3 separate regions of the Mus musculus genome follow, and regions 1 and 2 are each linked to region 3. The links are chromatin contacts, called in public Hi-C maps. All regions are on one chromosome and are shown on one strand. Each heading gives the region's core, a stretch centred on a gene start, on an enhancer-like site or on the middle of the called end of the contact. The rest is flanking DNA. Distances are from core to core; before and after follow the strand shown. Region 1 has its middle 31 kb from the start of Gm29854. Region 2 has its middle 350 kb from the start of Gm29854. Region 3 has its middle 2.9 kb from the start of Gm26159.

What was found. A called contact is a pair of places that touch in the nucleus more often than the background predicts.
Region 1: a contact with region 3 is called in a Hi-C map of muscle stem cells, with 3 times the contacts expected there. The contact joins two enhancer-like sites. A contact is called at or near these places in 2 of 484 Hi-C or Micro-C datasets (muscle stem cells and nephron progenitors) and 1 of 9 other capture datasets (embryonic stem cells).
Region 2: a Hi-C map of cerebral cortex shows a contact between it and region 3, with 2.4 times the contacts expected there. The contact joins two enhancer-like sites. A contact is called at or near these places in 3 of 484 Hi-C or Micro-C datasets (cerebellum and cerebral cortex).

Annotation. Positions count from the first base shown.
Region 1 is chr16:7,797,003-7,801,130 of GRCm38.p6, reverse strand. No RefSeq gene overlaps it. Among named protein-coding and RNA genes, the nearest start is that of Gm29854, 31 kb to the right of the region's middle. Within about 2 kb of position 1,585, at least 3 of the 459 cell types and tissues checked have an H3K27ac peak or open chromatin away from gene starts, as enhancers often do. A contact at or near this core is called in muscle stem cells, where this site is marked.
Region 2 is chr16:7,417,007-7,421,395 of GRCm38.p6, reverse strand. No RefSeq gene overlaps it. Among named protein-coding and RNA genes, the nearest start is that of Gm29854, 350 kb to the left of the region's middle. Within about 2 kb of position 1,440, at least 95 of the 459 cell types and tissues checked have an H3K27ac peak or open chromatin away from gene starts, as enhancers often do. A contact at or near this core is called in cerebral cortex, where this site is marked.
Region 3 is chr16:8,331,961-8,336,200 of GRCm38.p6, reverse strand. No RefSeq gene overlaps it. Among named protein-coding and RNA genes, the nearest start is that of Gm26159, 2.9 kb to the left of the region's middle. Within about 2 kb of position 2,695, at least 51 of the 459 cell types and tissues checked have an H3K27ac peak or open chromatin away from gene starts, as enhancers often do. A contact at or near this core is called in cerebral cortex and muscle stem cells, where this site is marked.

The sequences.
Region 1 (4,128 bases), core at 336-2,835, 530 kb after region 3:
ATCAGCAGGCAGCAGGAAGAGAGATACTGTCAGGCCTGACTTGAACTTTTGAAACCTCAAATTCCTTCCCTAGTGACACACTTCCTCCAACAAGACCACACTTCCTGATAGTGCCACACCCTAGTGACCAAGCATTCAAATCTATGAGCCTATGGAGGCCATTTCTATTTAAACCACCACACTCAACTTCCCTAATTAAGGGATTACAGGTGGTGGTGTCCACAACCAATTAAAGTTACCACTTTGACTACCATTGAAAGGTTTATAATGCTGGGAACAGTATGGGATTTTCATTTAAATAGGAATGGAGTTTGACTCTGCTCACTATTGCAGCTTTAGAAAAGCTATTGAATGATTCTGTGCCCCATTTTATACACCAGCAAAGAACATTAAGGGCAAAATTAGAAAAGGACTAGCATACAAATGTCTACTGACTCTATTGCTACAAAATAGCAAAGCTAAACTTCCATCCATGAAGATTTGAATACCCAGGTGGCATTCATTTATACAGTGTCTTCCTTGGATCAGAGGCAATAAACTTCCATCCAAACCTGGGTGTCAGTCTCAAACAGCCAATGGTCCAACGGGAAAGAGAAAAACATTGACTAGCATTAGAGAACATATTTAAATTCTAATCAAATAAATATGAAGAACAAAGTCTGTGAGTTTTCCCATTCTTACATTTTTGGGTAACAAATCCTTTCGAAGCTTCTTTACCCATCTTTTTTATTTGGCTTTGCATTCTGTGTAGTTCTGAAGGGTTATGAAGTATAGTATTCTGCCCCCTGTCCACACAGACTGACACATGACCCACAGTGGTCCATCTTCCCAGGTCTTCTCTGATAGATCTGATGGACAAGTACTTCTAGACCAGATACAGCAACCTATATGAGGAAATGAGTGAAATTAATATTCAGAGCAATGAATTTAAATATTCTCTACACTAGGCAAAATTTTCACATGCAAAGTTGTAGCATAGTTATTTAAGCTGAGCATGATATGACCATCACTATGTGACCTTTGCCTGCAGTGCCAACAGTAAAAAACTTAGAGTCAGGACTATGGTAATGATACTGTTGACATTATAGCCTTTGGTAGGAGAGGTAGGAGGGGTAGGAGGGAGACTATTATATGACATAGTTGTCTCTACTTCTGATTCTATCTAAGCTACACATTGTTTAGGGGATGTGCTAAAATATAGAGGAGAGGGGAGTTGACTGGGGTTCATGCTGTGTGAAGGCTTTGCAGCGATATAGCTGCCTTTGGATCGCTCCTATTCTTGTAAGTAACTGAGTAACTTCATTGGCTCAACAAGCTGGATTTGAATGGTGTATTAGAATTCTCTAGAGGAACAGAACTAAGAGAAGGGGGTTTATTGAACTGGCTTATGGGCTGAGTACTATACAATGGCTGTTGGCATGCGAAGGTGCTCAGTCCAGAAGGCTAAATGCCTGAGCCAAGGCTGAAGTCTGTGGCACTTCTGGACATGTGCTGATCTTTCATCTGAACTGGAGGGGCCAGGACAGTCAGATCTGATGTCAATGAAGAATGGCCGTAGCAGTGACAACTGGGTAGATGTACTCAGCAAGAAGTGATGGCGTGCAAGCAAGCAGCTGCTCTTCCCTCAAGCCTCTGTTGGAAGGTTCTGCTTACTTTCTACTACTCAGTTAATCCATCCTGGAACAGTTAATCCATCCTGGAAGTGTCCTCACAGACTCTCTAAAATTCCAGAGAGGATCAAGTTGACTACCAAGAAAACCATTACAAATATGGTGGGTTTTTTTGGGGGGGGGGTGTTGTTTGGGGTAAGTAGACATTTCTCTGTGTCTTCCCAGGATAAGTTATGAATCAAAGGTCCAGGTAATAGTAGCTGTTTTAAACTTTGTCCTCTGCTTCAAGTCCTGACTCCTGTGTGAACACGAGTTTTCTAATAAAACTTTATTCACAAAAGCACCACCTAGCCTCAGGCTATTGTTTGCCAATTTCTGAGAAAGCTGCATTATCTTCCATTCTCTCTGTAGAAAATGAGGTCTCAGTACTTTTGTGCATGTGAAGGAAGCAGCTGGTCAGTATAATCTCAAAAGGAATGTGAAAAATCCTATTTGCCATAAAAAATAGAAAATTATTATAGAAATTTTTTATTTTCTGGATTCTGTGGTACTAAGCTCTTATGTTTATAATATATAATTTTGTATTTGTAATAAGTATCCATGTCATATTTAAATTTTCATTATTATTTTGCTTTTGTTTGTCTCTTTTTTTCCTTAAGTAGGCTTTCCAAAACAGTATAAACTTTCAGCCCTTACAAAACCCAGATCCATTCCTGCCCAAAGGCATGAGAAAATTGCACTTTGGGGGAATTGGAAGTAATTTGGTTTTGTTCATGCGAAATAGTGAGGTGATTAAATCCCAGTCGGAAGGAAGGCCTCGGTTGAAATCCGGACACTGTAGCTTATTAGCTTTAAGATTTGGAAAGGTTAGTCTCAACTGTGTCCTTCTCTCTTCATCCCTCAGTCTCTCTCTCTCTGCCTCTCTTCCTCTTCCCTCCCTTCTTTTCCTTCCTTCTGTAAAACAAAGAGAAAAGAACATTTCTAGCCTTGGAGGATTGCTGGATAAGATGAGTGTGTGCATACACAGAGTGAACTTGGTAAGTGCTGGTGGTAAAGATGAGGAAAGTACATAAGAGATTTGGTTGGAACCAGGATGAAAGTGGTATGTGGTACCAAAAGGTCCAGTGTTACTGTAAGGGTTTGGATCCATGGTACAATCTGGAATACGGGCAGTCCTGTCTAAGCCTGCCCTGTTCATTTATTTATGAACTATTGAACCACCAAATCACTGGCACAGGGGCCCCAGCTGTGTCCACAATTGTAATGTAAGTGACATTGGAGGTTCAGTCATCAAAATCCCTCCCAAGGCAACTTCTGCTGACCAGTACCACCCTGCCTTGTGAGTTCATGGCAGAAGAAAATGAGATGCATCAGTGACTAGCTATGAGTATCCTAAAGTGCTTGTGTGATTAAAGCTATCCATTTCCAGTACCAGACAGGGTAGGTTTGGAGAGGTTAGGATCAAAGAGCATTGTCCAGGCACCACAGTGTGTATTCTTCAGAGTTAGAGGCAGGCCCACCAATCCCAACAGCAGCAGGTCACAGGAATCTATGCATACATGCTGCCTGGCACATCATTATCTTACTGAAAACTCAGTTTGTGAAGAGGCCAGGCCAGGCCAGGCCAGGCAAGCGCTTCAAAATGCTCAGACTTGGAAGCTGTTAGGCATGGAAATTACCTGACTACAGAAGCCTTGTCTGGACCAGACAAGCAATCGTTTTTTTACACTCTCTCCTGGGGCCTGCAGAGCTTTGCTTCTGTAAGTTCTTATCGCGATTGAAATAATAGTAAGAGTAAACCAGTCACAATGAGCCTCTGCGTAACTTCATGAAGTTACAGGCAGTCGCCTCACCTTAAGACTGGCAGAGAATATTTCTGCTTTACTTGTCTCTTTGTCTCCAGTGCTGGGATGCTGAAGGCTCGCTCAGTGAGACCCTCTGGAGTGGTGCAGGTCCTTGTGTTCCAGAACAAAGAACTGAGCAAAGACACACAGTTATAACCTAAGCAGAACCAGTTTATAAAGAAGAGACACACTTTCAAGGCAGGAAGCTGGCTGGAGCAGAGTTTAGCATCTCAGAGTGCAGGTGCATAGAAGATGGAGCTTTGTGGCAGGGAGTGTGGGCTTTTGGACTCGTTTGCATAACAAGGCCTTTCCTGAGCCTGCTCTGTTCCATACAGCTCAAAATACCTCATCTCAAGTCACATCTCATTAGCATCTTAAATCTCTCCCCGGCTGTGTGTGTTTTAGTATTATAATGAGTCGTAGTCATAGATTTTAGTATTATAATGAGCTATATTCATAGATTTTAGTATTATAATGAGCCACAGATCACCTTCTGGCACATGGAGTGCCTCTATGTTTTTGCCAGTGGCCTATGGGGCTCAGTGGTTTCTAGTCTTCCTCTTTGCCAAATACATTTTCATTTTCTTTATATTCCTTTTCCTCTTAAGGTTTTGTACCAGGCCTACCCAAGAACTCTCCTGCCGACTCTCCCACTTCAAGCTCACATTGGACTC
Region 2 (4,389 bases), core at 191-2,690, 910 kb after region 3:
TACCCTCATGTGTCACTGTGCCAGGCTTTTCAGTGTTGATTCTGGGTTTGAACTCAGGTGCTCATATTTGTGGCAAGTGCTTTAGTGACTGAGCCATCACTCCAGCTCTTTGGGTGTGGAGAGGAAAATCTTGAAGTTTGTGGAAGGGGAAAAGGCAAAAACAGTGAGGTAGGTCCTTAGGGCATTTTTCTCTTATTCCTATATTCTCAGAACTCTGTTGGACACTTCTTTCTGAAATAAGATTTCAGGAAAATCTGAGTTTTTCCTGTTTTCTTAAAGAAGAAGTGCATTGAATATGGTCATGTCTTCACCCTGTGTCAAGTGCAATCAGTGGGACCTACACATGGGGCAGAGTACCCCCAAAGCTTAGGGTCTCTGCTGCCTTCTGGATCTCGGCACCTTTCCTGCCTTGCAGACCCAAAGCACAGACTCCCGGTACCTTACTGGACAGGCTGATGGGGCACACGGACAACACACTGTGACGATGTTCAAGTGTTTTAATAAGTGGGCAATCCCTCTGTGGTTTTTACTCTAATCTCATTTGGGGTTCTTGCCCTTTTTAGCTAGCCTCAAAATATGGGAGTTTATATCTGTCCTCAAGCCAAAGGCTTGAGTGTTCTGCAGCCTTGAACCCATAGTAGAGCCAGATGAGGGGATTTGATGATATGAAAGCTCAGGGAGGCTAATTAAATTGTTTTAAGATCACAGGGCTCTTGGGAAAGATGTGGGGTGGGGGAGGGAGGAGGAGGAGGGATGAGAAGACCAAAGATGATAATGAGAATTGTGAAGGCAGTAAAAAAAAATTTACAAGTGTATTCAGAAAAGAATATTAAGAACCTGAGACTGCTACATTTTGCTGTCTATTTTTCCATTTGTGTATTTGTTTATAATTAGGTTTTTAACTTGATGGAAAACACATCTCTCTCTCTCTCTCTCTCTCTCTCTCTCTCTCTCTCTCTCTTCCTGTGTGTGTGTGTGTGTGTGTGTGTGTGTGTGTGTGTGTGTGTGTGTGTGTTTTAAATGAACTCCTGTGGGCCATTTTATTTTAAGTAGCAGAAAACTTACTTTTCAACCAGGAAAGTTGTGTGTTTTTCTTCCACTGTACCAAGGAGAAATGATTCTGGAGACCAGTATTTGAGTGACGTCATCAAAACAGAATGACCCATAGGGTTTTCACTTCCTGTGCTTCTCGGTTAAAGCATTGTTTTAGCTGTCTTTCTGAATTACCCCACCCCCACCATACACACTAGCGAGAGCAGAACAGGTCTTCAGACAAAGGGAAGTAGTTGGAGGGACAATACATCATCTAGTCACATAACTTAGGAAAACTTAAACGCAGAAAGCGGCAGCCAGCTGGTCCACTGACAGTCCCATCCAGCTGCATGAGGGTTCTGGGCTGAAGTCCTCCTTACAGTAATGAATTGCAATCCCTCACTCTAGCCAGCCTGGGAGTGTTTGGAGGAGATAAAAGGCAAGCTGTGCACTATGCCTGTGACCTGCTTTCTCTGTTCCACACAACTTCCTGGCGTGGCTGCAGGAAGTTTGACTTCCCACGTGTGAACAGGAAGCGGCTGCTTTGCTCCCTGCAGTTATTACTGTCTGCTTGAACGTGGGTTCTGCAAGGAGCGGGAGCTGAGATGCTGGGGCTGTGGGAGATTTAACATTTGCTGGCATCTGGAGGCTGAACTTCCAATTTGCATTCTGTGCCTTCGCAGCCATTCCCTGCCCGCTTGGCACTATTACCCTACTTTATTTGGGTCTCTGCACTTCTATTTCCTACCTACGCCTGCTTTTTTCTCCCTCTGTTTCCCGAGTCTGGGGAATACTCTAGCTCCTTCTGACTTTTTGCTTCATTCAGGCGACACACCATCTGTCTATTTCAGTCAGAGAGAGCTAGGATGTCAAAGTCACCTGCACATTCTTACCGTCCTGAGGGATAATCCTGGGAGCAGTAGTATGTCTGCTCATAGATATGCAGAAACAGGAATGGAAGGTGGTCTCTGAGGACCTGAGGGGCATTGCACCCCTAGACCGAAGCTGCTTACACTGTGGGTTACTGTGGGGATCCCACCCACTATTGTGACAAGAGAGAAAAGTTTCTGGACGCACAGTGACCAAATAACAGTTCAAACCAAAGCAGGATGAATTCAGGTTGTTTCCAAAAGTGTTCCCCTGCATGGCTTCCGAGAGCGCACTGTAGCATTGATTCTAAGCACAGGACAATTGCTCTGTGCACTGTGCACGATGGCATCCTGTGCCACACCATCAAAGATGCCCACACCTCCCTAGTTTAGACTTGAGACTGCCATATGTCATAAATTTCAGTTTTCAAAAAAAATTATGATCATTTTATTTTGTGCATGCCCATGTGTGTGGTATACGTGTACCAAGGTATGAATTTGGAGATCAGAGGACAACACATGGGGATTGGTTTTCTTTTACTATTTACCAAGGGGAGTCTGGGAAATGAATTCAGATTGTCTTGCTTGGTGGCAGGCATTTACCTCTGCTGAACCACCTTGCAGGCCCAACTGCAGTGTTTTACAGTACGCACATTTCCCCACTCTTCTAGGATTATAGTGGTTTAATTTCAGAAAGCAAGCACTTTCAAATATTTTTCTGTCATCATCTCACAGCATGTTAATATCAGATCTTTGGAGTGGATTGTGTTAGAAAAGCAAGCACATCCATCCTAGTGTGCATGTTTGCTCTTTACCGCGTGTTCAATTATATATACATCATAATTGTTTTAGAATGGATTTCCTTTGCTTATCAGTGACAGATTTATGTATTTATTGTATATACTTATATACTTGTTGTGATATTAGGATTTCTTGAGTGAAAGAGGATCATCACTGGAAAGAATTCAAGGTGCCCTAATCTAGATCTGAGTTTGCCAGGCAGCTATACTGGAGACAAAGTTCTGTAAGTGTGGATTCGACCTCTGTCTGCAGTGCATACAAACTTTGGGACACAAGACTGCTTACTTACCTGGCCTGCTGTCAGAGTGAAGTTCAGAGTGTGTGGGAAACCAACATTACCATGGAGCAGACACTGTGGAAGCAGCCAGTGCATTCCAGTTCCACTGCTTAATGCTGATCACCCTGGCCATGTCCCCAGCCTGCTTGAGCTCCAGTTTTGGTGAGTAAATGGTGACAGTAATATACCATAATCACTGAGGGTTAAGAAAGATCAAAATAATAAGGATCACAAGAATAAGAGTAACAAATCCCTCTTGCTGATCACCTACTTCAAATGAGCATCCATTTAGGGAGCTGTTTGTTAGGCATAAAATCAAATATATTTATTTAATAAGCATATCTAAATATGCTTAAAATATTGGAGCTAGTTATGGCAGTGAATGCTTGAAATCTTGGTACTTGGGATGCCTAGGCTGGGAATACTGTGTTCAAAGCCAGACCATCTTAAAATAAATTAATATAAAACTGTGGGCAGTGGAGGTATCCTGGGTGGCAGAGCACTTCCATAGTTCAGTAATGTATGCTTATAATCCTAAAGCTAGACAGACAGAGACAGGTAGACTCCTGCCTGAAGCTTGGTGGCTACCAGCTTAGTTTACTTGGTCAGCTCAAGACCAATGAGAGGCTCTGTTTAAAGAGCCAAAGTGGGCATATCCTGAGTAATGTCATCTGAGAGTGACCTCCTGCCTACATGTTTCTCAGTTCACACAATTCATACACACATACAAATTTAAATCTATATGTACCTATAAATATATTTATTTCAGGTATCTAAATCTTTAGGTATAAACCTATATCATATATATCATATATGTTACTGAAACATGTGTGTATGTGTATTTATATAAGTATTTTTTTTATTATTATAAAGAAAACTGCTGCATAGTAGGCCAGGTTTCAATGCATCTAATTGTTCAAGGAGCCCACAGGACAGTTCGATCGTCTAGAAGGCATGCTTTTGGGCTGGGAAGGTGGCTTGGCAGATGTATGACTTTGATACCAAGTTTGACTGCCTAAGCACAATCCCCAGATCCCTCACAGTAGAAGGAGAGAACTGTCCCACAAGCTGTGCTCTGACCTCCACATGATTGCCTGTGTGCACATGTGTATGTGTGCACATATGTTCTCTCTCACACATAGATACTCACAAAGTAAATGAATTGAAACATTGATAGACTGTCTCCTCTAAATGGATAATAGGAATTACATGTGCATATGTGCAGAGGTTAAGTATATGTGTAGAGTGAATTCAATGTATCTGAATGGTTTTAGCTTGCTTTATTTACAGTGTGATTTTAGCACTATTCCTTTTTGGAAAGTCCCTCTTGGCTTTTAATGACTCATCAATGTTCTTATAATACCACTAGAGAGACACATGGTAAATGCTTTCCTGTGATAGGATACATCT
Region 3 (4,240 bases), core at 1,446-3,945:
GCAACGTTTGGGATGAACACAGATAAAATAATTAACTGACAAAAATAATTTCAGAAAACCTGAAAAAAAAAAAGACACAATGGATGATCTCCTTACTGTCTACCGTCATGACTAACCCATGTACACCAGACCAACCCACACCAACCCAACCCAACCCAACCCAACCCACACCAAACCAAACCACACCACACCACACCACACCAAACCAAACCAAACCAAATCACACCATACCAAACCACACCAAACCACACCAAACCACCACCACCACAGGAAAAAAAAAATAGAATCTTATTGTTGGCTTGTTGAAATGGCTCAGGGGGTGAAACCACTTGTTACACAAGCCTATCAACCTGAGACCATGAAACCAATGGAGAAAGGAAAGAACTGTCCCTGAAAGTTGTCTTCTGATGTTTACACTGTGCCTGAAAGAACACTTTTCATTCTTTCTCCCCCATTTCTTGTTGGGTCTCTCTTGCTTGCTCAGTCTTTCTCTGTCTTTCTGTCTCTGTCTCTTTGTCTCTCTCCCTCCCTCTCTCTCTCTCCCCCCTTCTTCTGTTCCTCACTCCCGATCCCTTTCTTAGATAGAAATAGTCACAATAGTAAGTACATGCACAGAGACTAAGGTTTGATCTCCAGCACCTTAAAAATAATAATAAAATAATATAAACACAATATCAATAAAAAGCAATTCAAGAATAGTCAAATTCACAGAGACAGAAAACATTAGCACTGTTAGGCCCAAGAGGAAGAGTGAACAGGAGTGTGTGATGGAGTCATAGAGATGACTATGGGTTATTGATGATCGTTATAAACTTTATAAACACACCCAAATTCACTAAATATACACCTAGAAAAGGTAACTTTTCTGGCATGTGATGTAGCTCATAAAGGATTTTAGCAAATAAGTATGATCTTATTTTGTGGTCCAAATAGCTGAGGTCTGAGTCATTTCAGTGACACATGAAATCCCAATTTAAACTTACCTTTGACCAGTTCATACATGTATTTTCACCCCCCTCTCTCTCTTCATCATCTTTTATCCTCCTTAGACTTCTGTGGAGCCTCTTCTTCTTTCCAAGGAGCTCCACTTGCTCTCATGCCTTCTGTTGTTTTGGGTGGGAGTTACTGTATCATGGGCAACCTACCAGAGGCTATAGCCCTGAAGAAAAGGACTTTTCCTATCACCAGCAACCATTAACTGCCAACAGCTCCTCAAATGGGAGTCATGGTCTCAGGAGCTACTTTCCAGCCTGTGCTGGAATACTGGCTGGACTCAGTGTTATCAAATCTTGTGAGTTTTTGAGTGGGACATACATGTACACATGTCCAGAAGATATAGCTTCACTGTCCTTATAAAGATTCTGAATCCTTCCTAAGGGAAACTTCCCCAATGCACAGGCTTACTTTGGAACATGGTCCTGCCTCTCTCTACTTTTTATGTATCCGTGTCCTTCCTCCTGGTCATTGCTGCCTGTCCAAATTGTTCTGGCACATCACAGCAGAAGGCAGACTTCCTATGGGGGATTCTTTAATATTCCCTCTATTTATTTTCAGAAAAAACAAACCACCTTTGTAGGCATGTTTCCATACTAACAATCATGCTCACATAGTACTCTGTATCAGATACACTTTGCCTTACTGGACTGTGAGCTCCTTAAGGACTGATGATCCACCGATGACATTTTCTGTTGACAATAATAGAACGCCAGTTTCTGTTTTCTTAGAAGATAGATGAAGGGCCTAGGGCCCAGGCCACCATCAGATGTATTTTCTCCTGGGCTTAGCTCTCTTTGCCTGATTTGCCTTTGCTTTCTTGCAGGTTCTACTCTAGGGGCAAGTGCAGCTGCCTTCTCCTCTGGTGAACTTAGCTCAGTTCCAAGGGTTACCTTGGAATGTTGATGCCCTGGAACCATTTTAGTGGATAAGAAAAGAGATGCTTTGAACATCTCCAACCCTGGCACTGAAGGTGATCTGAGCGGGCTCCAGGGACTTGCACAGCTCAGAAGCAAGAAAGTAGGTGGAAATTGGAGAGAGATTACTTAATACCTCAGGAGTTCATTCGGCTCATGTCCTTAACACACAGCACATAGGTAATTAGTAGACATCTATTGAGTAAACCTGTAATACAAACACCAGCTTTCTATTGCCTATTCAGATGAAGGAGTATAATACTCTGAATGGTGGACAGGACAGGGCAGATGTGTGACATTAAGCCCACAGTGTTTGGACTGGATATATGACAGGTGGGCTGTAGATGAAGCCCTGGCAGCGTTTCCTAGCACGTGCAGGGCTTGAGATGAATCCCCTGCACTCCAAAAGCCAAATAAGAGGTGCACGATCATTTGTTAATCTTTTTTACATCAGGGAAAATGTTTCAGATATTTGGAAAGTTACAAAAAAGATCTCAACCCTTTTGTTCATGGATGCTGCTGTGGTCCCTCTTGAGAGTCTGAAAGGGACAGACAGACTCTCAGGAACTGCTGCACCGTGCCCGTGCTTCTCATGGCAGTTCTCTGGCAGTTCTTGGGTCCTCAGGATCTCCAGATCGTACAGCTTTGTCTTAAGGGCACAGTGGGCTTTGTGCGATTCACAGTCCTTCATTGTTTTCCAAAATTTCCTCCTGGAACTACCCTGACTCAAGGCTAGAGGGCATTGTGTGACCACAGAGAAGCTGTATCCTCCTGGACTCTTCGGCTTTTCACACAAAAAGGCTTGCTCACAGCTCAGCTAACTAGTGAGCTCTTCCCGTTCCCAGGAGGGAACGAAGCCAGCCCCCTGTGAAGCAAAGGATGGGGACAGGGGGAGAAGAGCCACCAAAGTGTTTCCCTCATTTGTATGTTGATGAAATGTCTGCATTTCCCCTAGAGCTCAAGAGCCTGGTTTGGATTGATTTCGCAGCAAGGATCTTGGTGTGTAGGGATATGCTGCAGATGAGGCTCAGGGTCCCTGCCCTGCCTGCCTATGGCTTCCTGTGGGATTTGGGGGAGGCCCCTTCTCTTGACTGAATCTGAGTCTCAATGCTCTTATCTGTAAATCTCGACACTGGATTAGGTGCTCCCAGGATAGATGTGATGCATGAGGCTTCTCTGGAGTGAAGATTTCAGGAGTGGAGGAGAAGTGAGGAGGAAGAAGATTGCAACCAAAAGGAGACTAGATTTCAAATGCATCAGGAAATCCCACAAGGGTGTGGGCAAGACAAATGCAGCCAATGCATGTGAGACCGGGAAAAGGCCCTTTCAGAAGACTAAATCGTGTGCATATTAATGCAGTCTGCTTAATCCAAAGGGAAAGCAGCTGTGGGTAAACAGCCTTTAACACAGTCTCAGGGACCAGCAACTCTTGGTGTAACCCTCTTCCCTTAAGTGTAGACTCAGTCTAGTGACTCATTTCTGACTAGCAGCAAGAAACCGAGACCCTTAGCCCAACAGACCACTAAGAAATAAATCCTGCCAAGAGATTTCCCACCTGAGTGAGGTGAGGAATGGAGGCTTGTCCAGTTAAACCTTTGGATTAGACTTCAGACCTCTTTGACAGCTTGATTATAGACCCCGAGGGAAGCTGAGGCACCTACTAAGCCACGCCTGGATTCCTGACCCACTAAGTACTGACACATCAGGGCATTGTGTTATAGAACCATCGACAACTAACATGCTAAAACAGTGGCTTTCAAATAATTTGTTCTTTCTCTGTGTGTATGAACACACACATGTGCATATGTGTTTCTATGTGTGTGTGTGTGTGTGCGCACGTATGTGCATGTCTGGAACAGAGGACAGCTTCTATTATCATTCCTCAGTATATGATCTACCTACTGATTTTTGAGACAGGGTTTTGACAGACTCAAGACTTTCCAAGAAAGCTAGGCTAGCCAGTTAGCCCTGGGGATGCCCCTGTCTCCATCTCTTAGTGTTGGTATTACACTGTCATGTCCAACTTTTTCACATGGGCTCTGAGAATTGAATCAGGTTTTTACGCTTGTGCAGTGAATACTTTTCTGACTGAGCAATTTCATGGCCCTTCAGACTGTTCTCTTTCTTAGTAGTGTGAATTAGGGGGGTGTTATTTTAGACTATCTATCATCTATCTATCTATCTATCTATCTATCTATCTATCTATCTATCTATCTATCCTGTGTGTGTGTGTCTGTGTGTGTGTGTCTGTGTGTGTAACAGAGGATAGCCTCTATGTGCATGCATGGAGGGAGATCAGAGGACAACTTACAGAAGTCAGTTCTCTCCTT